7 separate regions of the Mus musculus genome follow, and regions 1, 3, 4, 5, 6 and 7 are each linked to region 2. Evidence: chromatin contacts called from public HiChIP or PLAC-seq, Micro-C and promoter capture Hi-C data. All regions are on one chromosome and are shown on one strand. Each heading gives the region's core, a stretch centred on a gene start, on an enhancer-like site or on the middle of the called end of the contact. The rest is flanking DNA. Distances are from core to core; before and after follow the strand shown. Region 1 holds the start of Tns1 (tensin 1). Region 2 holds the start of Igfbp5 (insulin-like growth factor binding protein 5). Region 3 overlaps Tns1 (tensin 1). Region 4 overlaps Tns1 (tensin 1). Region 5 holds the start of Cxcr1 (chemokine (C-X-C motif) receptor 1). Region 6 overlaps Tns1 (tensin 1). Region 7 holds the start of Ctdsp1 (CTD (carboxy-terminal domain, RNA polymerase II, polypeptide A) small phosphatase 1).

Region 1 (2,901 bases), core at 301-2,800, 1.2 Mb before region 2:
CAGGCCAGGTGTCCAGCTTCCCAGGCAGGAGTGCTGGAGTTTGTGGGCAGGGTAGCTCTGGCATGATCCTGTAGCAGTGGATCATGGGGGGAAGAAAGGGAAAAGAAGAAAAGAAAGGCTAGGACAGCAGTGCATGGGGCCCAGGATCGGGAGTCAGAAGATAAAGGTCCCGTCCTGGACTGGTCACCCTTTCTTAGGCTCCACTTTCCTGACCTGTACACCAAGGGTTAGACAGAAGTTCTCTACAAGCTGGGCGTGGTGGCGCACGCCTTTAATCCCAGCACTGGAGAGGCAGAGGCAGGCGGATTTCTGAGTTCGAGGCCAGCCTGGGCTACAAAGTAAGCTCCAGGACAGCCAGGGCTATACAGAGAAACCCTGTCTCAAAAAAACAAAAAACAAAAAACAAACAAAAAAGAAGTTCTCTACAGACCTTTTCTAGGGTCTCTCTACCTAATCCCCAAGCCCAGGGACTCCCGTGCTCACCTGAGAAAAGCTTGTCTGTTTGGGATGTGGGCAGGATTCTGTAGCCTGAGTATGTCCCTTGTGACTGTGGGCTCTGCACAGTCTTTTCCAGCTCTCCTGCCTGGGGAGTGACTCAGCCCAGCCTGAAGGGGGCTGGACCAACCCTGGCCAGGGAGAAGTGGTAGAGAAAGATCAGGGCACTGAGGCAGAATGGGTGGCTTCCTCAAAGTCATCTGGCATGAGGCCAGTTGGTGGCAAAACACAACACCGGCAGGGGCTTCCTTTCCCGGGCACCTGCTCCTGTCTTTCTGTCTTGTTGCCAGTAGATGGCGGAAAGGGGCTGACAGAAGCGCTAGTGGGCTCCTTTTCTCGAGTTGTCTCTTCTGTCACTGGACTGAAAGTGACACAGGTGGGGAGAAGGGGCAAACGGCCACCAAGTGTCTTTCTCCCTCCTCTTACCCCAGCCAGCTGCGGGATCCCAGTCAGTGTTGGGGTGCCTTCCTTCCAGCCCTGGTACCCACTTCCCGGGGATGGAAACGCCAGGTGGGCTGCTCGGTGTAGGGTGGTCTTTCCCGCTGCTCTCGTTCAACTTCCTGGTGCTGGGGTCATCCTTTTTCTAGGCCAGGCTGGCATGTCACTTAAAACCAAGGGTTAGGGACTTCTAGAACTACTTTTACGAGCTCGAGGAACTACTTGTAAGTAGGGCTCAGAGCGATCCCCAAACGTGCTGTTCTCTGCTCCATGTCCCGCCCTTCTGCCCGGTGCAGAGCCAGATCTAACCCCGGCGCTCCCCTCGTCCTCCATGCCACCGTCTCTGTCCCTTCAGATCCCTTCTCTGGTGTCAGTCTCTCAGTCGCTCACTAGTCACGGCGTCGCTCTCTTGCGTTCCCAGTTCAGCCTGTCCCGGGGATCCCGCCGCCGCCCCTCCCGCCTTCCCGCGCCCTCGGGTCCCCTCCCCGCCTTCTGCCTCCAGCGTCCGTGTCGCCGCCCCTCGCCAGGCCCCGCACTCCCACTGCCTGGCAGAGCGGTGGCGGAGGCGGAGGCGGACTCCGACGGGGCGGGCCGGGGGCGTCGCCCTTCTTCCCCACGTCGCAGACGCCTGGGGCCGAGAGGTCGCTGGGGCTGGGGGGCGGGCCGGCTCGCGGGTAGTCCGCGTCCCCGCCCCGGGCCCGCCGGGTCCCGGGCCGGATGGGCTGCACCGTGAGCCTGGTGTGCTGCGAGGCGCTCGAGCCTCTGCCCTCCTGCGGCCCGCAGCCCCCCGGGACTCCGCCGGGCCCCGCGCGGCCCGAGCGCTGTGAGCCCGGGGGTGCGGCGCCCGACCCGAGGAGGCGGCTGCTGCTTCAGGTAGGGAGCTGTGGGCCGGATGCGGGCAGCGGGCACGGCAGAGCCCGGTCCATCTGGGACAGTAAGGAGTCTGGGAAGGTGTAGGTAGGAGAGTGGGAGGGCCCTGCAGTCAGTTCTGTGGAGGTCACACCTGGGCCTCTGGTGTCCTTGAAGGGCAAATACCTGTGAGACGTTGGTGCCAGGTCTGTGATCCACTGCTAGAGAAATTGAAGCAGGGAGGTTCTAAGCCAAGGCCAGCATAGTGAGATCGTTTCTCCAACAAACTAAAACCAACCAAATCCCCCAACTCAAACTCTCCCAAACACCAAAACTAGTAAGACAAAAAACCCAAAACAAGCAAGAAGAAAGAGGAAAAAGCAAGAGGCAGAGAGAGGGAGGCAGCAGGCTATTAGTGAGAATTTGGAACCACCCAAGGGTGCTGGGGTGAGGAGAGAAAGGTTAATATCCTCTTAGCTTGGAGTGGGGGGGGGGGGGGCAGAATGGTGGCTGTCTTGGTGTTTTCTACCAGGAGGAACGGGGCTGTCAGAGCCAGCAGGGCCCACAGTAGGATCTGAGGAGGTGGGTGGGTCCAGTAGAGTCCCCCTTTCTCCTCCCTCCTATTCTTTTCTCGGTGAGTCTTGGAACCTGGATGCTGAAAAGTGACCAGGAGCAAAAATAGTGATGACCAGGGAAGCAGGCTGGCTGGACACCCCGGGCTTTGCATAGGCTCTGTATTTTCCTGGAGAGGAAAAAAAATGGTGTTTTGTATCAGCAGGGACTGGCCATCTCTAGTTCAGCCCTTGCAGAACCCTAGTCTCCCTCTCGGGATAGGAGGAGCAGTCTCATGGGATGGTGTGCTGACTTTGTTCTGGGCGAGACTGGGGCCCTTCAGTTCCTTCTCCACTGGAGGCCAGCAGAGTTAGCGTTGACTCCAAGTGCATCCTGCAACCACATCCCAGGGCACCTCCATACGGACAGAGGCGGGCCGATATGGCAATATGTACTTATGCACATGTTTTTGTGAGTGCGTCAAGTGCCCAAGACTCTCCTCTGCACCACTTGACTGGCTACACCACTAGGGCACAGATGAGAGCATATTGGTGGTTATATGCCACA
Region 2 (2,728 bases), core at 15-2,514:
TGTGGTGGGCAGTCTACAGACCACCTATCATGTCAAATTAATTTTTAAAACAAACAAAAAAAGCTAAAGCCATCATATTCCTTCTTTCAAAAATTAGGTTTTCTTTCATTTTCCTAAGGGAAGAATGGTCCCTAGTGCTGACTAGCGATCTGGGGCTTCCTGTGGCATGGTGAGGATTTCTCACGTGCAGGCTCCAGGATGCTACCTTGGTACATATTAACCCTTAAACAAGGTCTCCTGCAGCGAGGTACCTGCTCACTCCAGGATCTGCCTACCCCACAGAAATGCCTCATTGTCAACCCAAGAAGGTTATCACTTTATCCTACCTTCCTTCCATTTAAAAGGACATTTAAGGTGTCCATGAGGACACCAGATAAAACTGACAACCCACAGCATTTCCTCCAGGGTCTCAGTCACTACTCCCAACAAAGCTGGGGAGGGGGGTGGGGTGGAGGGCGTTATCCCTTCTTGAAAGTGCACATAGCACGCTCACACTCAGAGAGAGAGAGAGAGAGAGAGAGAGAGAGAGAGAGAGAGAGAGAGAGAGAGAGATTCCCTGGTCATCTATATAGGTGAAGGAAAATGACCACTGGCTTTAACTAAAATCAGTACCCCACCAGAACAATAATGACAAGCCCTTGCCATAATCCCTCTGCCCCTTTTAATGGGGGAGGGGTCTACACACGCGCCCGCACTCCTTTTCTCTTTAAATTTATCTCAATGCCCCTCACCAGCTACTGTACACTACTTGTCCTCCAAACACAAACACACAGACAGACAAACCTTCAGTGGTCTCTTAGACACTTTTTTTTCTAAAGTTGGAAAGGACTTCTTGGGCAGGGTATACACGGCTAATAAGAAAATGTGACTCCTAACAGCCAGTGTCCGGGCTAGTTGTCGGAAAACAGACTCGCTCCATTGTATTCACCCAGCTTCTGAAGAGTACTGCCATCCACTCCTCCCTCCACCTTCTCCCTACTCTCCTCTGTAGCTCGCCTGTCTTCGCCCCCCCCCCAAAGCCCTTTCCGTACATTCCGTGAGGAGGAGGGCTCTGTGTAGGGAGCGAAGGGGAGCCCCCGTGTCTAGAAGGCCTCTCTTCCCCACCCCCACCCCGTGTGAGTTTGCGCTGCAAAGCTCCTTGGCATCCTTGCATGGGTTGGGTGTTGGGGAGCTCAAATTGCAGCTACAACTGGCTGGCAGCCAGGGGCCGTCTATTTAAAAGCGCCTGCTCGACCAGAGCCCGCAGTCTCTTTGGAAACTTCTAAAAGAGCTAGGAAAGAGCTGCAAAGCTGTTTGGGCTTTTTTCCCCCTTTTTGTTCCTTTTTGTTACCCCCCCCCTCGGTCTGCACCCTTCTCCGGACTTCACGCAGAACCTGCGGGTTTCGAAGAGGTGGTGACAGAGCAGGTGTTGGGGTCCAGGTTTGGTGAGGTCTGGGTTTTTGCCCTTTTTCCCCCCTCGATTTCAACATTTTCCCGATCTTGTTGTCAGCCGCCGACGCCTCTTACCTGTTCTGCGGCAGCAGCGCAGCTGGCCGCTGAGACCGAGCGGAGTGGGGTTGCGTTTTAGATTTTAAGCAAAGGGGGGAAAATTAAGCCCAATCCATTTTTTTCTTCACCTCCTCCCTTTTCAAGGCCTCCAAGCTAATTATTTCTGTTGCTTTGGAGTGAGCAATTCTGTGGTTCTCTCCACCACCACCCCCAATTCTGACCCGATCCCGCCTGGGGGTTTCTACGGTCTCCGCTCGCTCTGCGTGCACCTGGCGCGCCTCTTTTTTTCACCCCCAACCTGTTGCAAGTCTTTAATCCTCGCAATTGGGACTTGCGTGCAGGCATCTGAATCCTCCTTGCCTCATATTTTGCAAGTGTTTGGGGGAGAGCACCTGCTCTACCTGCAAGAGATTTAAAAGGAAAAAAATCTCCAGGCTCCCTCTTTCTCCACACACTCTCGCTCTCCTGCCCCGCCCCGAGGTAAAGCCAGACTCCGAGAAAATGGTGATCAGCGTGGTCCTCCTGCTGCTGGCCGCCTATGCCGTACCGGCTCAAGGCCTGGGTTCTTTCGTGCACTGTGAACCCTGCGACGAGAAAGCTCTGTCCATGTGTCCCCCCAGCCCTCTGGGCTGTGAGCTGGTCAAAGAGCCCGGCTGTGGCTGCTGCATGACTTGCGCCCTGGCGGAGGGACAGTCGTGTGGCGTCTACACGGAGCGCTGCGCCCAGGGTTTGCGCTGCCTCCCCCGGCAGGATGAGGAGAAGCCGCTGCACGCCCTGCTGCACGGCCGCGGGGTTTGCCTCAACGAAAAGAGCTACGGCGAGCAAACCAAGATAGGTGAGCGCTACTGGGGTTTCAGTTGCACGGCACAGGAGCTGGGGAGGGAGGCACCTTGGATGGGTGGGGACCGGGGACCGATTGGGAACCCGCGCGCTTTGCGCGCGCAGCAAGTGGCTTAGACCCTAGTAGCTCCTGAGAGTAGATGGGGTGGGTCCTTGCACCTCACACTTGAATCCCTGGCAGAGCAAGCTATCCTAGGCGGCTGTCTAACCGTCTCTACCAGTTTACACTTCATCTCCACCCCAACCCGACCCTCCCCCACTCCTAACTCGTGGCAATTCTGACTCTGAGCTCCTTTTGAGTCTCAAAGTCCAAATCCCAAGAGAATCCTCTCTGAAAAAGAACAGGTTAAATTATCAACTCCCTTCTCCACCCCAACCCCGTACTTTTCTCCCTAAACTT
Region 3 (2,700 bases), core at 92-2,591, 1.2 Mb before region 2:
ATCCTCAAGATCATGTGTCCCATGGGTTTCAGGGTTAGGATTTGGATGCTAGTCTTTTTGTATCAGGGTCCTTCTCTTTGGGAGATAAGAGGTGATGCCCATTTCACAGATGAGAAGGTTGAGTCTCCCAGAGGGGCTGGAGCCCAGATTGGTCCAATCACAGGGCAAGATAGGACCTTCTCTCTGGTTTGTTTGAGCCTGGCCAGGCATGTTCTACCCTGAAGCTACACACAGAGCAAGAAAAATGTGTTAGAAACTGGACTCAAGGGATCATGGAGTAGGATTGGGAATTTTGGGGTCAGGGTGAGGAGGAATCCAAATTGTACCACTCAGACTGGGGGAGAGGAGGGACGTAAGTCTGTAGGAGAATGTCTAGCTTTGACTTGAAGGGTATCGCTGTTTAGAACCAATCACGGTATCAGGGTGTCATATCCCTTGCACCTGTGGGGTGGGAAGGTCTTATGTCTAGGTGGGCTTTTGACCCCATCACACCATCTAAGAGCCTGTTCTGGACGTGTCCAGGTCCTTCTAAGGTTCTCCACCCTGGGGACTATGGTGGCTAGAACAATCTGGAGACCTGAGCTTGGACCCGCTGCAGCAACTTCTTTCCTGTGCACTGAGCCTGGGAAGGCAATCTCGGCAGGATCGGCTGTTTCTGCAGGCAGTGGATGGAGCCAGGTCTGGCTTGCTTCTCAATTCAGTGTCCTTGGGTGGCTGGTCTGTGCCATCTCCCTCTTCCTGTGTCCCTTCCTTTTCTACCTTGCTCTTTCTAGAAGGGAGGAGCCAATCGTCTTCTCGCAGCCCCTCAGCTTGGCCCTGCTAGGCCTCCCTGCTCTGCCCCCCTCTCCACTTGCTGGTCCTCTCCCTGCTCTAGACTGTGGGGTTCTGTTTAGTCCCTCCCTCAGTCAGCTTGGCGTTTTCTCTTGGAGGTCCTTTCCTTCCTTCTGTCCTCTCTGTCCTGAAGAGGTCTGTCCCAGTGACCTGGCTTCCGCCCATGTTCTCAGATATCTGTAGGCTCCAGGCTGAGGCCAAGGCTGAGGCAGGAGCATGAGAGTCATAAGATCCACTTATAGGTTTCCATGTGCTACAGTTTTGGCCTGAGAAAGGGAAATGGTGAAGAGACATGGTTAAGGAGAGGTGGGCAGAACCTGTTGATCTGTCTCTGCCTCAGACTGCCCCCCATCTTTCCCTCCTCCAGGGAATGTCTGTCTCAGCCTTTCTTTCTCATCTGGGTCCCTAGTCTTGAGGCTTTAGGTCAGCTTTCTGCTCCTGTGCCTCTCTGTGGAGTGGCAGTGGCTGGCTTCCCAGGAGGGGAGGGGCTGTGGAGGTGGGGGCAGGGCACTCCATGATTGTATTAGCTAGTGCTGATGCAAAAAGGGGTTTCCCTGCCCGGCTCTCTGGGTCCCCTTCCACCACCCTCCTTCCTTGCTCCCCATTCATCTCCGCCTTTCTCAGATCCATCAGAATCAATTAGACCTTCCCTGCTGTAATCTTATTGTGGGGCCTGGGCTCCCACCCAGCAGCCCAGCTCCCAGGCCTGAAGTCTCCATTCTGGGCCCTGCAAAGAACACTCCAGGGAGAAGGGATGACCGGGATGACCTCAGGACCCTTGCCCTTCCTTCCCCACCCTGGGGGTCCCTAGTGGATCAATAGCCTGCCTGGCCTGTCCCCACTCCCACTCCTCCCCCACCCACCGTTAATCATGTCCTAGGCCGCTGAGTGGTGATGGAAATCATTTGGAAAGGGGCCCAGAGGACCAGGATTCTCAGCCCAGGGAACAGAGAGCGGTGGGGGTGGGGAGAGGAGGGGGCTTGAATACTGTGCTGCCAGTCTGGAGGCATTTATTGTGTGGAAGAGAGTGACCAAGCTATTCTTCCCTAGGAAGGCAGACTCAAGGAAACGGTTTGGAATTTGAGAGGGGGACTGGAGGCTAGCTATCAGGAGGAACTTCCGGGCTGTAGAAGATCAGAGACCTGGGTTAGCGGTGGTGAAGGAACACCCCTAGGAGGACAGATATTGCCCTCTTTCCTTCTGGCTACCATGTTATGCTATGGAAAAGCAATGGACCAGGAACAGGGGCCTCTGTCAGCTTTGGCACTGATACTTGCTGGCCATGTATAGCAAATCAGTGTAAGCAATCAGGGCCTCAGAGTCCTGTGACAAGCAGGGGTAGGGAAGGGGTGGGGCATTTCTAAGTTTGAGTGGACACCAGAGGGCTGGTTCAGAAGAGAGATCAAGGTGTCTCTTGTCAGGGTGGGTAGAGAGGGGACATAAAGATCTTATTGGCCTGGCTGCAGTGACAGCAGAACTCTCAAAGTGACCAATGGCCTGGATCTGGAATCTGGAAGGGATGTTTCACCCTTCATCCCTCCCTCTCTTCTCCCTGTGCCCCCCTCAAGTGAGCTCCTGTTTACTGTCCCCTTGTCGGATCCTGTGCTGGGTACTAGGGTGCACCTGAGAGTGGTGGACAGTGGCCTCTAGAGCTGGCCTTCTGGTGGGGAAGAAAGGGAGAATGAAGAAGCCAGCAGATATATCAACAAGGAATGGTGCCAAGTACAAGGAGGGAATGAGCTATCAGTGCCCACAGAAGAACTGGAGGAGGACTCCTGTGGGCTGGCCAGAGGAGGCTGCCTAGAGCTGTTGCCACTTGAGTCCCTGTGAGTCAGGTCTACTCTGCAGGAGTCTGTTCTGTTGTAGGCA
Region 4 (3,019 bases), core at 389-2,888, 1.2 Mb before region 2:
GGAAGGGAGAGAAAGAGGGGTGAGGTGGTGGGGGGTAGGGGGGAGGAGAGAAGAGAGGAGGGAGATGGAAATGGAGGTGTCCAGGGTGAGGAGTGATAGAGACAGATGGGGGAGGTGAAGTGGGTGGGTTGGAGGCAGGCCCTGGGCTGGGTCTCAGCAGGTTCCTCTTGGGAGATCTAACTGGCAAGCTTAAAGCTATCAGGCAGGAGGTCTAGAAGGCTGCGCTGGAGGGGATTTGGTTCCTGGATAGTTTTGTGCAGTCCAGGTGTGGTGAGAGGGTCAGGTTAGCCGGGCCATCCAAATGACAGTATGTTGCCAGGAAGATACTGAATAGAACAGTGATCAGGATGGCTCACACCGAGGAGCCAAGCATGGGGGTTGGACCGGAACCTGGGACCAGGGCTTCTAGTTCTGCTTTTGTGTGAGAAAGCTGAACTTGTCTTTAAAATGGAGACCAAGGGGTTGGGGACGTCCCTTCATGGTAGAATGCTTGCCTGAAGTGTGGGGGCGCGATTCTGATTTCAGTCCTCAGTACTGCTATTATTGTCTGTTTGTTTAAAATAATCAATTTATTTTTATTTTATGTGCATTAGTGTTTGGCCTGTATGTGTGTCTGTGTGAGGGTGTCAGATCCCATGTGGATGCTGAGAACTGAACCTGGGTCCTCTGGAAGAGCAGGCAGTGCTCATAATCACTGAACCATCTCACCAGCTCCAGTACTGCTAGGTTTATAAAAGGCTACTGAGACATGGAATGATAGCTCGGGCCTGCAATGGGTGGGCCTTGGATGGGGTCACAGCCTGTGTGGATTTGGAATAGACAGTTGAGAGTGGGCAGTGGGCAGGGAGAGTGGATGGGCATAGAGGACGAGTCTCCTGCCCGTGAGTACCACATGCTCCCTGGACTTCTTGGGGGAAACATTTGAGGGTGTCATGGCCCCTGCAGAGTTGAAGTTGAAGTTGGTGTTCAGAGGTCCTGGAAGCTATGACAACAGTCCTAGGCAGAAGTGACCAGGCTGAGAAGGGTCAGAGGCAGCAGAATTGAAAAGCAGGAGAGAGAGAGAGAGAGAGAGAGAGAGAAAGAGAGTCAGTCTGTGGAGAGAATTAGGAGGCAAAAGTCACGGGATCTGGCAACGAGCTGCTGAGAGGGTGGGGGAGGGCAGGGAGGGGCTGAGGGTGACTCAGAGTTTTCCACCAGGGTGACCAAGAACATGGGCAGGCCCTTAATTGGGGGCCCAAGAGGGAGGCAACTCTGTGTTGTCCGTGAAGGTGAGGTTTGGAGGAAGAAGCCTGAGAGCAGGCACTAAGACTCCCCGACTAAGGGCTAGGGGACCTTGGTGGCCGGGTCACAGGGAGAGGGTAAAGCCTATCTCAGCTTTTGGCCATCCCATCTCCCAGGCTGCCCAGCTCTCTGGCTAGAAGACTTCTGTCTTTTCTGGCCACCCAGAGCTGTTTAGCCTCAGAGGAGGGCAGAACTGGGGGTTTTCTCACAGTGGGTGGACCTCTTTAGCACACAGCCCTTTGCCTCTCTGCCCCTCGAGGAAGGGAGTTGTCTGCAAGCAGTTCCTCCCAACCAGGACCAAGGCCTGGCTAGAGCCCCTGATGGTCCAGCCAGTTGTGCCACACCCTCTGGCTGGCTGAATGGAGAGAGGGAAGGGCTGAGATGGGCCAAGGCCTTAGGCTTTGAAAGCCCTCTGCTGCTGGGGCTTGAGGGCTGGGGAGCAGGGCTTCCAGCTGGATCCCTTCCCTGCTCCCTTGCTCTGACTCTGGCTTGCAGGGAGGTGGGACAGTGCTGGAGCCACCAGGACACCCCTCCCTTCATTGTGGCCATGTCTCCTGCCTCTGGGCTTGCCTGTTAATCCAGGGAGGGCAGGGCCTGGCTGTGCCCCATGTGGCTGTCTGCCGCCTGTCAGGAAGACAGCAATCGTTGTCCTAACAAGCCACCGTCCTTGGATGGCACTGCATGTTTTATGGGCTTGTGGGCTTTATGGGGCTCACTCTCATCCTCTGCCTGGACCTGGGGAGCAGTCCCAGATGGGCGAGCGGGGCAGGGTGAGCCAGACTTAAACACCAATCTGCTCTTGTAGCAAGCTCTGACTCTGGTCTGTAGGGTTGAGACGTCCTTGGGTATCAGAGGGAGGAGGCTAACCCACCCTAAACCATCTCCACCAACATCCTGTGACATTAGAATCCACGTGTTGAGCCTTTCTATAGCATCCCTGGATACCCTACTTCCTAGTGTGGGAAGCTGAGGCCTGCTTCTCATTGGGGATGATGGAGCTGACTTTTCCTCACACAGATTTTTATAGTCTGTCCTTAGGGGGCTAACGTGTCCTCATATTCTCTGCTCCCCACAGCTGTCAGCACACCCCCTCCCTCCGCAGCTCGAAGCTTCGCCTTGTACTGAGGTCCAGAGAAGGTTGTCAATGCACTCGGCTACACAGCCCCAGTGTATTCCAGGCCTGTTCTTCCATCAGAGCTAGATGAGGGGAAAGTCACCCAGAACTGCTTAGAGGAGGTCAGAGTCCTGGAACCACCCATTAGCCCTCCGGGTCCACTGTGGGCAAGTTTATAGACTCAGGTTTTCCAGGACAGATGGGACAGTGGTATCACAGTCCCAGGCATGAGTCTGGATAGTCTCTTAACAGCCTGGAAGGCGTCACTTGCCCCCTCCTACCCACTAGGCTGTAAGGACTCCAGAGCTCTGGGAAAAGGGACTTTTCCTTAGGCTTTGGGAAAAGGGCTGGACTTGGGGGTATAGGGAGGGGAGTTTTGGAAGGTTATCTAGAATGTCAAATTCTGTTTCTTTAAGTGGGGAGGAAGAAAGAGGCCTGGGACTTCCTGCCTGCCTCCCTCACATCACTCTCCAACTGGACTGCAAGTTCCCTCTCTGTTCCACCTCCCACCCCACACCATGGCTGGGGCCCCTCCCCAGTATGTCTGACAAAATTGACCAGGAAATCTGACAACCAAACTCTGAGATGAGAAAGTGGGAGGAGAGACAGCAGACTGGAAGGGGA
Region 5 (2,700 bases), core at 51-2,550, 1.3 Mb before region 2:
GAACAGTCAGTGCTCTTAACTGCCGAGCCATCTCTCCAGCCCACAGTCTGTGCTCTTAACCCAGTCAGCCATTTTTCCATCCCTACCAAGTTTTCTTATACAGACCAGGGCCACCTGCTTGGGGATGGTGCCTCCCACAGTGGGCTGGGCCCTCCTACATCAATTAGAGATCAAGACAATCTTCCACAGATATGCCCACAGGCCTGTCTGATCTGAGAAATCCCTCAATTGGGATTCCCTTCTCAGATGACTCTAGGTTGTGTTTAGTTGATAGTTCAAACTAACCAGTCCACTGAACCCTAGGAATAAAGTCAGGGGTCAGCTGTGAGTTGCTCAGGGACTTCTCAGGCAGCTTCCTAAAGAAGCTGTCCTTCAGTACCAAATGGGGAGCAGTAATGGCATCACCCCCAGATGGTCTTTCACTGTTTTCCCAGCCCTCATGATCTTCTGATAGACTTCAGGGAAGGAGTGGCCATGCCCCAAACCTCAGCTCTACTGTAACCAAGCAATAATTGGAAGTAAAAGAGAGTGTAAAGGAAAGGTTTTCCTTCCAAAATCTCTACCACATGACCCTAAAGATGCCTATAAATATAAGTGAAAATGGCGTGCTTATAGCTGGGCATAGTGGTGTATACTTGTAATGCCAATATTTGGGAGAGAGATGAAGGTTTATGGACTTAAGGTCAGCATGGGCTATGAGAGACTCTGTCTCAAAACAAAACAAAACAAAACAAAACAAAACAGCAAGCATTGGGGTTGCAGGTGTAGCTCAGCGGTAGGATACTTGTCCCAGCATGCACTGGGTCCTGGGTTCTATTCCAGCACCAACATAAATGTCTGCGTGCTGTCCAAACACAGCTTAAGTGTAGACCCTACCACCAGCTTTCCGCTAAGTTCTCCTTTAGACTCCCTAAGTCTTTCCCACCGTGGACTTCTGAAACTTCTGTTATAGGAAGTCTGTACTGCCCCCTTTCTTATTCCCCTTGGGAAGTTAGAAACTTCTCAAGGTAATCTATTAGGAAACTTAGGGGTGGCACGTGCAGGTAAATTCAAGAAACTGAAGATGGTAGAAGTGATCATCTATGGAGGGAAGGAGTTAGAGAGAACACCCTTAACTGCAGGGTCACCCTGCTAAGCCTACGGAACTCAGAATCTCTGATACTGCCGGGCCCCATGACTTCATCTGTACCCAAATGCAGATGTGGGCGGGGCTCTAGGGGGAGGTGTGGTTTCTCCCTCTTTCTTTTATTCATCCAGTCCCTTCGGTTGTTTGATCATTCTGTTTCCTGAGCTGCAGGCTCCTCCCGCACACAAGGAACGGACCCAGCTGGTGCCTCAGGTAGGACGCCTGTGTCAGCTGTGTGTCAGTCCACATGTTGGGGTAGGAAGGCTTGGTCCAACTTTATTTTAGAAAACACACTGGTTTCTGTGGGACTAAGGGATTTCTGATAAATGGTTTCTTGTCCCCTCACTGTGTCTAGGTACGCAACTCTGACTTCCTAGGTGCTTACGGTCACAGCCCCCCTCCCCTCAGCCATTGCTTTTTATTGCTTTCCTGTTATGTGGCTGCAGTGAACAGTTTCCTGGCTCAGTGTTGATTGCTTCTCTCTAACCTTCATCTTCTGTGAAGATGCAAACTCTGGCACTGAGAGAGCATCCCAAGGGGTAGGGATGTGGTTGCCCTTGCCATAGAATCCAAGGCCTGGAAGCTGGGAGAGCTCCCTATCTTCCCACAATCTGCAGTTGATAAGTGGAAATCTTTGGGGATTAAAGGCCCCAGGTAAGGTAGCCATTGAGAGTGGGCATTAGGTAACTGTATCCTCATCTTAAACTCAGTTAACTTCTAAATACTTCCAGATTACAGAGCCCTGGTGTTGGGTAGAGGTGCACACGTGTTCTCATGTCTCAAGTGTGTGTGTGTGTGTGTGTGTGTGTGTGTGTGTGTGTGTGCAAGTGTGCAGGACTATATACAGAGGCCAGAGGCTAGAGGACAATTTTAAGGAGCTGGTTTCCTTCTTCCATCATAGATTCTGGGAGCAAACTCAAGGTGTCAGGCTTGTGTGACAAGCTCTGCCGAGGTATCTCACCAACCCTTGACATGCATTTAAAATTTTTCTATTTCACGCTTAATGTGTGTGTGAGCTTAGGTGTGGAGGCCAGAGAATAACCTACATGAGGTAGTTCTTTCCTTCTACCATGTGGGCTCTGGGGATCAAGTTCAGGTTTTCGGCTTGGCAGCACGCAGGCACCTCACTGAATCATTGCTTTGGCCTCTTCTGTGTGCTTTTGACGCGATGTTTACAACTGTGAAAGCTGGAGACAATCTCATCAGAAGACAAGGCGCAGAGTACAGTGTAATGTAATCTGAAGTTATCACCTCTTTCTCCAGGTAGGTTTTAAGAAAGGCAAACAAGGGGCTGGGGAGATAGCTCAGTGGTTAGGAGCATGGAGTGCTCCTGAGGATTTGGTTCCTAGGACCCACTTTGGGCAGCTCGCTACTCCTGGTAGCTCCAGTTCCAAGGGATCAGATGCCTTCTTCTGACCTCTACATATAGACACACAGACAAGTTCATATGCACTTATACATAAATAAAAGCAATGAAAAATAATATGTCTTTACAAAAATTGCAAACAATAATGAGGGGGCATATATAAGACATAAGGTTGGAGGGGACGCCCAGATACACCTTGCCTCCTTCC
Region 6 (2,857 bases), core at 181-2,680, 1.1 Mb before region 2:
TCATCTCCCTACCATCAGTTATCCCACCCCTACCCTCTAGTGTCTGCCATTCTCTTTTGCCCTTCCTGCTTTGATGGATTGAAACCAGCCTTGTGTTCCGGCTTCTTGTGGTCCTGCTAAATAGGTTTTAATGTGACTGTGGTGGGAAGAGGGAGCCAGAGAGTGTGTGTCCTGGCATGGAGGCTGACAGCACTGACCTAGGTGTCCCTAAGAGGAGGAGGGAGGGTAAGAGTGCTCCACAGGTAGAGCACTGGAGCAGGGCCACCAGTGAAGCCCTGCTGGGTAGCAAGCATGTCCTTGCTTTTGCCCTTGTTACAAGGTAGAGGGCCACTCAGGGAAGGAAGGTTCTGTGGTCGCTAGGAGGGTGTGGCCTCTTTGGCCAGCACTAGGCATCAGGAGCAAATAGCACCCTCCTGGAGAACAAGAAATGTTTGCATTTATTTATATTTAGCAAACAGTATTTAATTACATAATTTACACCTCTTCGATTTTCTTCGTAAGACTCGGTGGCTTGACAGTTGATATTCCGGATGTTGCAGCTAACAATAGCCCACGTGCGATAAGTTACACGGCAGAACAAGCTTAATATTGACATTTTCACAATCAATGAAGAGCGAGCGAGGCCTGGCTAGGAGGGGAGAGGAGGGGCCAGGAGGGGCCTAGAAGTCGTGCTGAGGGTGAAAATCAACCTGCTTGCCCCTGCCTGCCTCGGGGAACACTCTCCTTGTTCAAACTCCCGGGTAGATGCTGGTACGGTCCAGATGTTCTCAGAATGGACCATCACCAGTGGCTCTCAGGGCGGAGAGAAGATGTTTCAGGGTAGGGCAGGTGGGGCTGTGTAGTGACTATAGAGGAACCCTGACCTGAGGGATGTGATGGCATCTGCTCTGTAGCCTCAATGGAGGGTCTGCAGCTGTGTAGGTTCACAAGAGGGAAGGCAACTCTTCCTGCCCACTGGCCCAAGGGACCTACCCTCCAGAGATCACCTCAGAGGTCCCTGTGAATGGTAGCTCTTTTAGTACTTGTCCCCTCTGGGTGCAACCAGTAAACAGGGAGTCAGAAAGATAGGGCCAGAGAGTGAAGAGTCCTGTCCTATACTTTACTCCTCTGGAGACATGAGCAAGGAAGACAGAGGACTCCTTTAGGAATCTGTCCCAGGGTAGGCTGGTGGCATTCTCAGGCCATAGCCCTGGGAACCTGGGCTGTTGGGCAGAACTGCCCTGTGTTGCTTAGGACCAGTTGCTTGTGTAGGTCTGAAAGCCTCCATGGAGACTGGGGACAGAGTTGTAGGTCTATGGACCTGCGAGGCCTGTGTAGGAAGGTTGAGCTGGGTTGTCTAGCCAGCATCTCTAAGAACTCTTGAGTGGCATGTGGTGGCCTGTGGCTTGTGGGCCCTTGTGCACAGGAGCACTGATTGTGACATGCCTGTTTTGTGGTTGCCTGATCATTTGCTTTTGGCCATAAGCTTCTGTATGAGGGTTTGTTTTCAGTGGCTCTTATTTCTGGCCTGAGGGATAATTCTTGGGTATAGCAAGATCATTTGTATTTCTTGAAGTGTTTGTGGCTTTAAATTTAAATATTTATTTTGGATTATTCCTGACTTTTGTGTGTTCGTTCCCCACCCCTCTCTCTCCCCCTCCCTCTCTCTTTCCCTCTCCCCTTCCCTCTCTTCCTTCCTCCCTCCCTTCCTCTCTCCCTCCCCCCTCTAGGTTTAAGTAAGTAATGTAAGAAAATAGTTGTGGAATCCAGATTTTATGCTTGTTAAAGTAAATTAGTTCTCACCGAGAGCCTGGCTTTAACAGGTACTGCATATTTTTAATGCATCCTTTTGCCTTATCTCTGCCTCTGTTTCTCCTTCTTTCCTGGAGGCACAATCCTACTTGAGTCACAGGACTTGCAATACTGCACGTGTCGAGTGCCTAGTAACATATCTCACACATGGAGATGGGTTCTGCACTCTAGCAGAGCCTGGCGTTTGGAACCCACTCCCCCACTGTGCTTCTCTGCCTTCCGTGAGCACCTGGTATGGGCACATCTCGCTCTGTCTGTCTGACTGACTGACTGACTTCCAAGGCATGTGTATGTCTCGTGACTCTTGTCTGGCTTTGTGTATGACAGGAGGATCCTGGCTGGAGTTAGTGCAGCTTCTGGGTGCTGCCTTTTCCTCTGCCACCTAGGGTCTGGGCTGGAGAGTCAGAAGGAGGCATGTGGGGCTTGGGGGGAGTGGGGTGGGAGGGCTGGAGCTGGGCTGCTGACTCCTTAGGATGTGAAGTCATTGAACTGCCTGGGCAGGGGCGGGGCAGCTTCTGAGTCAGCCCTCTGGCCCCAAGCCACAAAACAAGTCGGTCACTTTTTCCTTTCAGAGAAAGTGTTACCCTTGGGGGGTCCCCAGAGCTGTCTGCAGACAAAAGGGCACCCCTAAGTCCTCATACCGAAGGTCTACTGCTCTGGCCTAGCCCTAGCACCCCTCCCTTGCCCTACTCTGTAGGGACAGAACTTTTTCTGTTTGGCAAGGGTACAGAAGTCCAGCCTTCCCATTCAGAGAGCTGCAAGGATCTGAAGGCTCATTTGGGGTGGGGGTGGGGGTGGGTGGGGGGATGGCCCTTAATCCCACTCTGATTCTCCTTCCTTTCCTTAGAGGCCTGGATGTCCTGCATTAAGCCTGCTGGTAATTGGCTTGGGGGTCCTCGAGGATGGAACAGTGCTCTGGGGGAAATATGGAGAAACTTCTGGAAATGTGACAGTGGGTGGGAAGAATGGCATTGTCTGAACTGTTCTGGCAAATTCTTTGTGTTAAGCTAAATTGTGGAAGGCGAGGGCCAGTTTGTCTTAGTCTAACTGTGACTCTGCAGCCCAA
Region 7 (2,997 bases), core at 290-2,789, 1.5 Mb before region 2:
CTGTCCTCCAGAGAACCCCGCTTCCATGAGCCCCACCACGGGCCACTTCAGGGCCCCTGCAGCTCAGCGTCTTAAGGAAATCTGGTGTGGCTTTTTAGGAAGGCAGCCACTTTAAGAAGTAGATGGCTTAAGGAGGGGACCGATTTTTCTCACGGTTGGTTCTCAATCATCTGACCCCACAGGTGGACGTTACCTGAGCATCCCCTGCTCTGGACCTTCAGGGCTCAGGGCCCTGTCGTCCACTCCCACTCTCCCTCCATTCTGTCTACCCAGTGAGTCCAAAGTCCCCATTGAGCCTGGGCCCAGAGGCCAGTGTCCCAGGGCTGTCAGCCCCACCGGCCCCACCTCCTTCACCCCGCCCCGTCTCTTTGCAGCGGCCTGTCTAAATTGACAGACCTACCCCCACCAAGCCTCTTCTCTAATCCTTTCTGCCTCCAGGCCACCCCCCCCCCAACCCCCAAAGAGCGAGGAACTGGACAGTGGACAAACCCGGAGTGACTTCCCAATCTTGAAATTCACACAGGGGAGGGAGGGGTGAGCCCCACTCTTGCGAGCCTTAGGGGCTCCGCATAGGCGGGCAGCACCCCTTACAGGGTGGGTGCAAGCGTGCACAGGCCCGAGGCCAACCGGCCTAGCCTGTTGCAGCCTGGGTGTCGCGTGCCCAGCTGGATACAAGGCCCCCAAGTCTGTCTTGCAAGGCTAGGGGCTCTCTGCCTTCGAAGGTGTCGTCTGCACCTCCACGCGTGACGCCCGAGTTTGTGGGAACCTGGCTGTGAGTTAGTTGGCGGGAGATCCCTGCAAGCCTCCCCAGCCCGCTGTCACCTCGGCACCCCTTCCAGACCTCAGCCTGGAGGGGGCGGAGCCTCAGCGGGTGGCCGGGTGGCCGCCTCACCCCCACCTTCTCGTCCCATTGGCGCCAAACTGGGGGAGGGGGTGACGCCCGGGAGCCCGCCAGCCCCTCGCTCGCCTTCTGCCTCAGTTTCCCCACTACGAGAAGCCTCGAGCGCACTGGTGGCGCCAGGCCCCGCCCAGCGCCTCAGACTCTCGCGGAGTTCAAACTCTCTCGGCCGCACTGGCCGGGGCTCGGGCCGGGCCAGGCCGAGGCGCGCGCCCGGGACAGCGGCAGCGACCGCAGCGCGGGGACGGCCCCTAGTCCGGTTCTGCCCTCCCGCCGCCCGCCTACCTTTGCCCCGCAGCGGGCCCCGCGCCTCCTCCTTGCTGATCTGAGTAATGACGGCCGAGCTGTCCATGGGGCCCGGCGCGCTCCGCTCCGGCCGGACTCTGGCCCCGGCGCCCGGCCTCCCCCCCGGCTCGGGCCGGAATCGGGGCGCGGGGGGGAGGGGAGGGTGGGAGGGAGGGATCCCCGCGAGCTTCGGAGGGGAGGGGAGCCAGGTTCTCGGGGGGAGGGGGAGGGAGGGGGCGCGGAGGAAACTTTGTTACAACATGGAGTTTCCTCCCCGCGAGGCGGATGCAAACATGGAACCCGGGCGCCGTTTCAAGGCTTCCCCTTAAAAGGGCAACGGCTTCGGCGCGCCTGGGACTCCGCCGCAGCTTTCATCACTTCTGGGGCCCGGCGGGCTGGGAGGCGGGCCGGGTTGCTGCGGAGATCCAGGGGGCGTCGCCTCTCTTCCTGCGGTGTGCTGGCCGGACCGAGCGTTCTGCGGCTGCGTGGCAGAGCGGACAGCCGTAACCCGCCGCTGCGGGCCACCGAGCCCCGGGACTTGAGGCCCGCCCCAGGCGCCCAGTCGGGGAGTGCCCGAGGACGTCGGGGCTCCACCTCCACGCATTCCAAAGTGCTGACACGATCTGCCTCCGTTTGTTCCTCTGGAAAATGGGATGACGCTAACTTTCTGTAAAATGGGTTTTAGTTTTTTTTTTAATTGAAATATTTTATGTGTATGGCCTGTAAAAATATATATGTTTATGTATGTACTCCACATATTTGTAGTGCACTCTGAGGCCGGACGAGGGCGTCAGATCCCCCTGGAACTGGAGTTAATAGCCGGTGTGGGCCTTAGGAGCGGAAATAGAGTCCTTTTAAGAGTGACATGTGCCCCTGAGCCATTTTTCCAGCCCCTAAAAAATTTAAAGTTATATTTATGTGTGGAGGAGGATACACGTTCTACGAGTGGAGATCAGAAGTTCTCTTCTTCCTCTCTTTGGGAGAGGCATCAAACTCAGGTAGTCAGGCTGGCCAGTAGACACCTTTACCCCCAAGCCTTCTCACCGCCTCTACAATGGGTCTTTTGTCTAACGTTGTGAATATCCCGTTCCCCCCCCCCAAAGGCATTCTTTGCTAGCCCCAGTTATGCAAACTCATCAAATTGTGGAATTGTAGATAGATTGATTTTATTTTTGTGTATGTGTATGAATGCCGGAGCCTTCAATGGCCAGAAGAGGGCGCCATCGCCTGGAGCAGAAGTTGGAGGCAGTGGTTAGCCTTGAGTGCTGGCACCTGAACTCATTCAGGTGGCCTGCATGAGCAGGGACTTCTCTTAACGGCTGATGAACCTCTCCAGTCCTAAATTATGTTCGTGATCCAACTGTAACTATCAGCATTCCCTGCAGTCTCGAGAACATCCCAGGATTGAAAAGTCCACTTCGGCGCCTACCTTTACCGACTGTCCTGTAGCAAATCTCGCCCTCTTCCCCTGCCAAACCCTGGCAGAAGCCGAGCCTCTGCTGCTCAGGGCGCCTTGTATCTTGTACGTGCTGTTCCCTCGGCTTGAAACGTGCCCCTTCGTCCTTGGCAGAGCCAAATCCCATCGAACTAGAAGAAATACCACCTTGTTTAGAGGCCCTCCACCCCCACCCCACCGCCCCTATCTGTGATTATTAGAGGGGCCCCGTCTAGGGCTGGCTGTGCTCCCGAGTGCTCAGGGGACGCCCGCGGAGGGAGGGCCCAGCGCCCGCCCTTGGGCGCCTGAGACCGCAACCGTTCAGATTTTAAACACACGTGTCACCGGATCTGTAGTGACACACCCCAGCCAGAGCCTG

What was found. Promoter capture Hi-C pulls out the DNA fragments that hold promoters and counts their contacts. A called contact is a pair of places that touch in the nucleus more often than the background predicts. HiChIP or PLAC-seq counts read pairs in DNA pulled down with a chosen protein or histone mark.
Region 1: a contact with region 2 is called in an H3K4me3 HiChIP or PLAC-seq map of embryonic stem cells, with 12 times the contacts expected there. The contact joins the promoter of Tns1 here to the promoter of Igfbp5 in region 2. A contact is called at or near these places in 9 of 39 promoter capture datasets (the 3T3-L1 cell line, 3T3-L1-derived adipocytes, embryonic stem cells and 3 more), 3 of 484 Hi-C or Micro-C datasets (the N1E-115 cell line, cortical neurons and embryonic stem cells), 5 of 115 datasets of contacts at active chromatin or transcription factors (astrocytes, embryonic stem cells and kidney) and 1 of 9 other capture datasets (embryonic stem cells).
Region 3: an H3K4me3 HiChIP or PLAC-seq map of embryonic forebrain shows a contact between it and region 2, with 6 times the contacts expected there. The contact joins the enhancer-like site here to the promoter of Igfbp5 in region 2. A contact is called at or near these places in 4 of 39 promoter capture datasets (embryonic stem cells and liver), 2 of 484 Hi-C or Micro-C datasets (both in embryonic stem cells), 8 of 115 datasets of contacts at active chromatin or transcription factors (embryonic forebrain, embryonic midbrain, embryonic stem cells and 2 more) and 1 of 9 other capture datasets (embryonic stem cells).
Region 4: a promoter capture Hi-C map of 3T3-L1-derived adipocytes shows a contact between it and region 2, with 5 times the contacts expected there. The contact joins the enhancer-like site here to the promoter of Igfbp5 in region 2. A contact is called at or near these places in 11 of 39 promoter capture datasets (3T3-L1-derived adipocytes, embryonic stem cells, frontonasal cranial neural crest and 4 more), 4 of 484 Hi-C or Micro-C datasets (the AML12 cell line and embryonic stem cells), 6 of 115 datasets of contacts at active chromatin or transcription factors (astrocytes, embryonic forebrain, embryonic stem cells and 2 more) and 2 of 9 other capture datasets (adipose tissue and embryonic stem cells).
Region 5: a contact with region 2 is called in a promoter capture Hi-C map of embryonic stem cells, with 6 times the contacts expected there. The contact joins the promoter of Cxcr1 here to the promoter of Igfbp5 in region 2.
Region 6: a promoter capture Hi-C map of liver shows a contact between it and region 2, with 2.8 times the contacts expected there. The contact joins the enhancer-like site here to the promoter of Igfbp5 in region 2. A contact is called at or near these places in 6 of 39 promoter capture datasets (the C10 cell line, embryonic stem cells, frontonasal cranial neural crest and 2 more), 2 of 115 datasets of contacts at active chromatin or transcription factors (cardiomyocytes and embryonic forebrain) and 1 of 9 other capture datasets (embryonic stem cells).
Region 7: a Micro-C map of embryonic stem cells shows a contact between it and region 2, with 5 times the contacts expected there. The contact joins the promoter of Ctdsp1 here to the promoter of Igfbp5 in region 2. A contact is called at or near these places in 1 of 39 promoter capture datasets (cranial neural crest) and 1 of 484 Hi-C or Micro-C datasets (embryonic stem cells).

Annotation. Positions count from the first base shown.
Region 1 is chr1:74,123,197-74,126,097 of GRCm38.p6, reverse strand. Tns1 (tensin 1) reads left to right here and starts at 1,550. Exons shown (of 33, transcript NM_001289895.2): 1 at 1,550-1,806. The coding sequence starts at 1,651. Rufy4 (RUN and FYVE domain containing 4) reads right to left here and starts at 557. Exons shown (of 12, transcript NM_001170641.1): 1 at 484-557.
Region 2 is chr1:72,873,401-72,876,128 of GRCm38.p6, reverse strand. Igfbp5 (insulin-like growth factor binding protein 5) reads left to right here and starts at 1,264. Exons shown (of 4, transcript NM_010518.2): 1 at 1,264-2,323. The coding sequence starts at 1,990.
Region 3 is chr1:74,102,827-74,105,526 of GRCm38.p6, reverse strand. The region is part of intron 1 of Tns1 (tensin 1); the gene reads left to right. Among named protein-coding and RNA genes, the nearest start is that of Gm31637, 8.6 kb to the right of the region's middle. Within about 2 kb of position 1,341, at least 55 of the 459 cell types and tissues checked have an H3K27ac peak or open chromatin away from gene starts, as enhancers often do. A contact at or near this core is called in embryonic forebrain and stem cell-derived neural progenitor cells, where this site is marked.
Region 4 is chr1:74,083,155-74,086,173 of GRCm38.p6, reverse strand. All of the region lies in intron 1 of Tns1 (tensin 1), which reads left to right. Among named protein-coding and RNA genes, the nearest start is that of Gm31637, 11 kb to the left of the region's middle. Within about 2 kb of position 1,638, at least 101 of the 459 cell types and tissues checked have an H3K27ac peak or open chromatin away from gene starts, as enhancers often do. A contact at or near this core is called in 3T3-L1-derived adipocytes, adipose tissue and embryonic stem cells, where this site is marked.
Region 5 is chr1:74,193,231-74,195,930 of GRCm38.p6, reverse strand. It overlaps Cxcr1 (chemokine (C-X-C motif) receptor 1), which reads left to right and starts at 1,300. Exons shown (of 2, transcript NM_178241.4): 1 at 1,300-1,339.
Region 6 is chr1:73,955,069-73,957,925 of GRCm38.p6, reverse strand. All of the region lies in intron 18 of Tns1 (tensin 1), which reads left to right. Among named protein-coding and RNA genes, the nearest start is that of Gm39664, 75 kb to the left of the region's middle. Within about 2 kb of position 1,430, at least 89 of the 459 cell types and tissues checked have an H3K27ac peak or open chromatin away from gene starts, as enhancers often do.
Region 7 is chr1:74,390,151-74,393,147 of GRCm38.p6, reverse strand. Ctdsp1 (CTD (carboxy-terminal domain, RNA polymerase II, polypeptide A) small phosphatase 1) reads right to left here and starts at 1,539. Exons shown (of 7, transcript NM_153088.2): 1 at 1,184-1,539. The coding sequence starts at 1,250.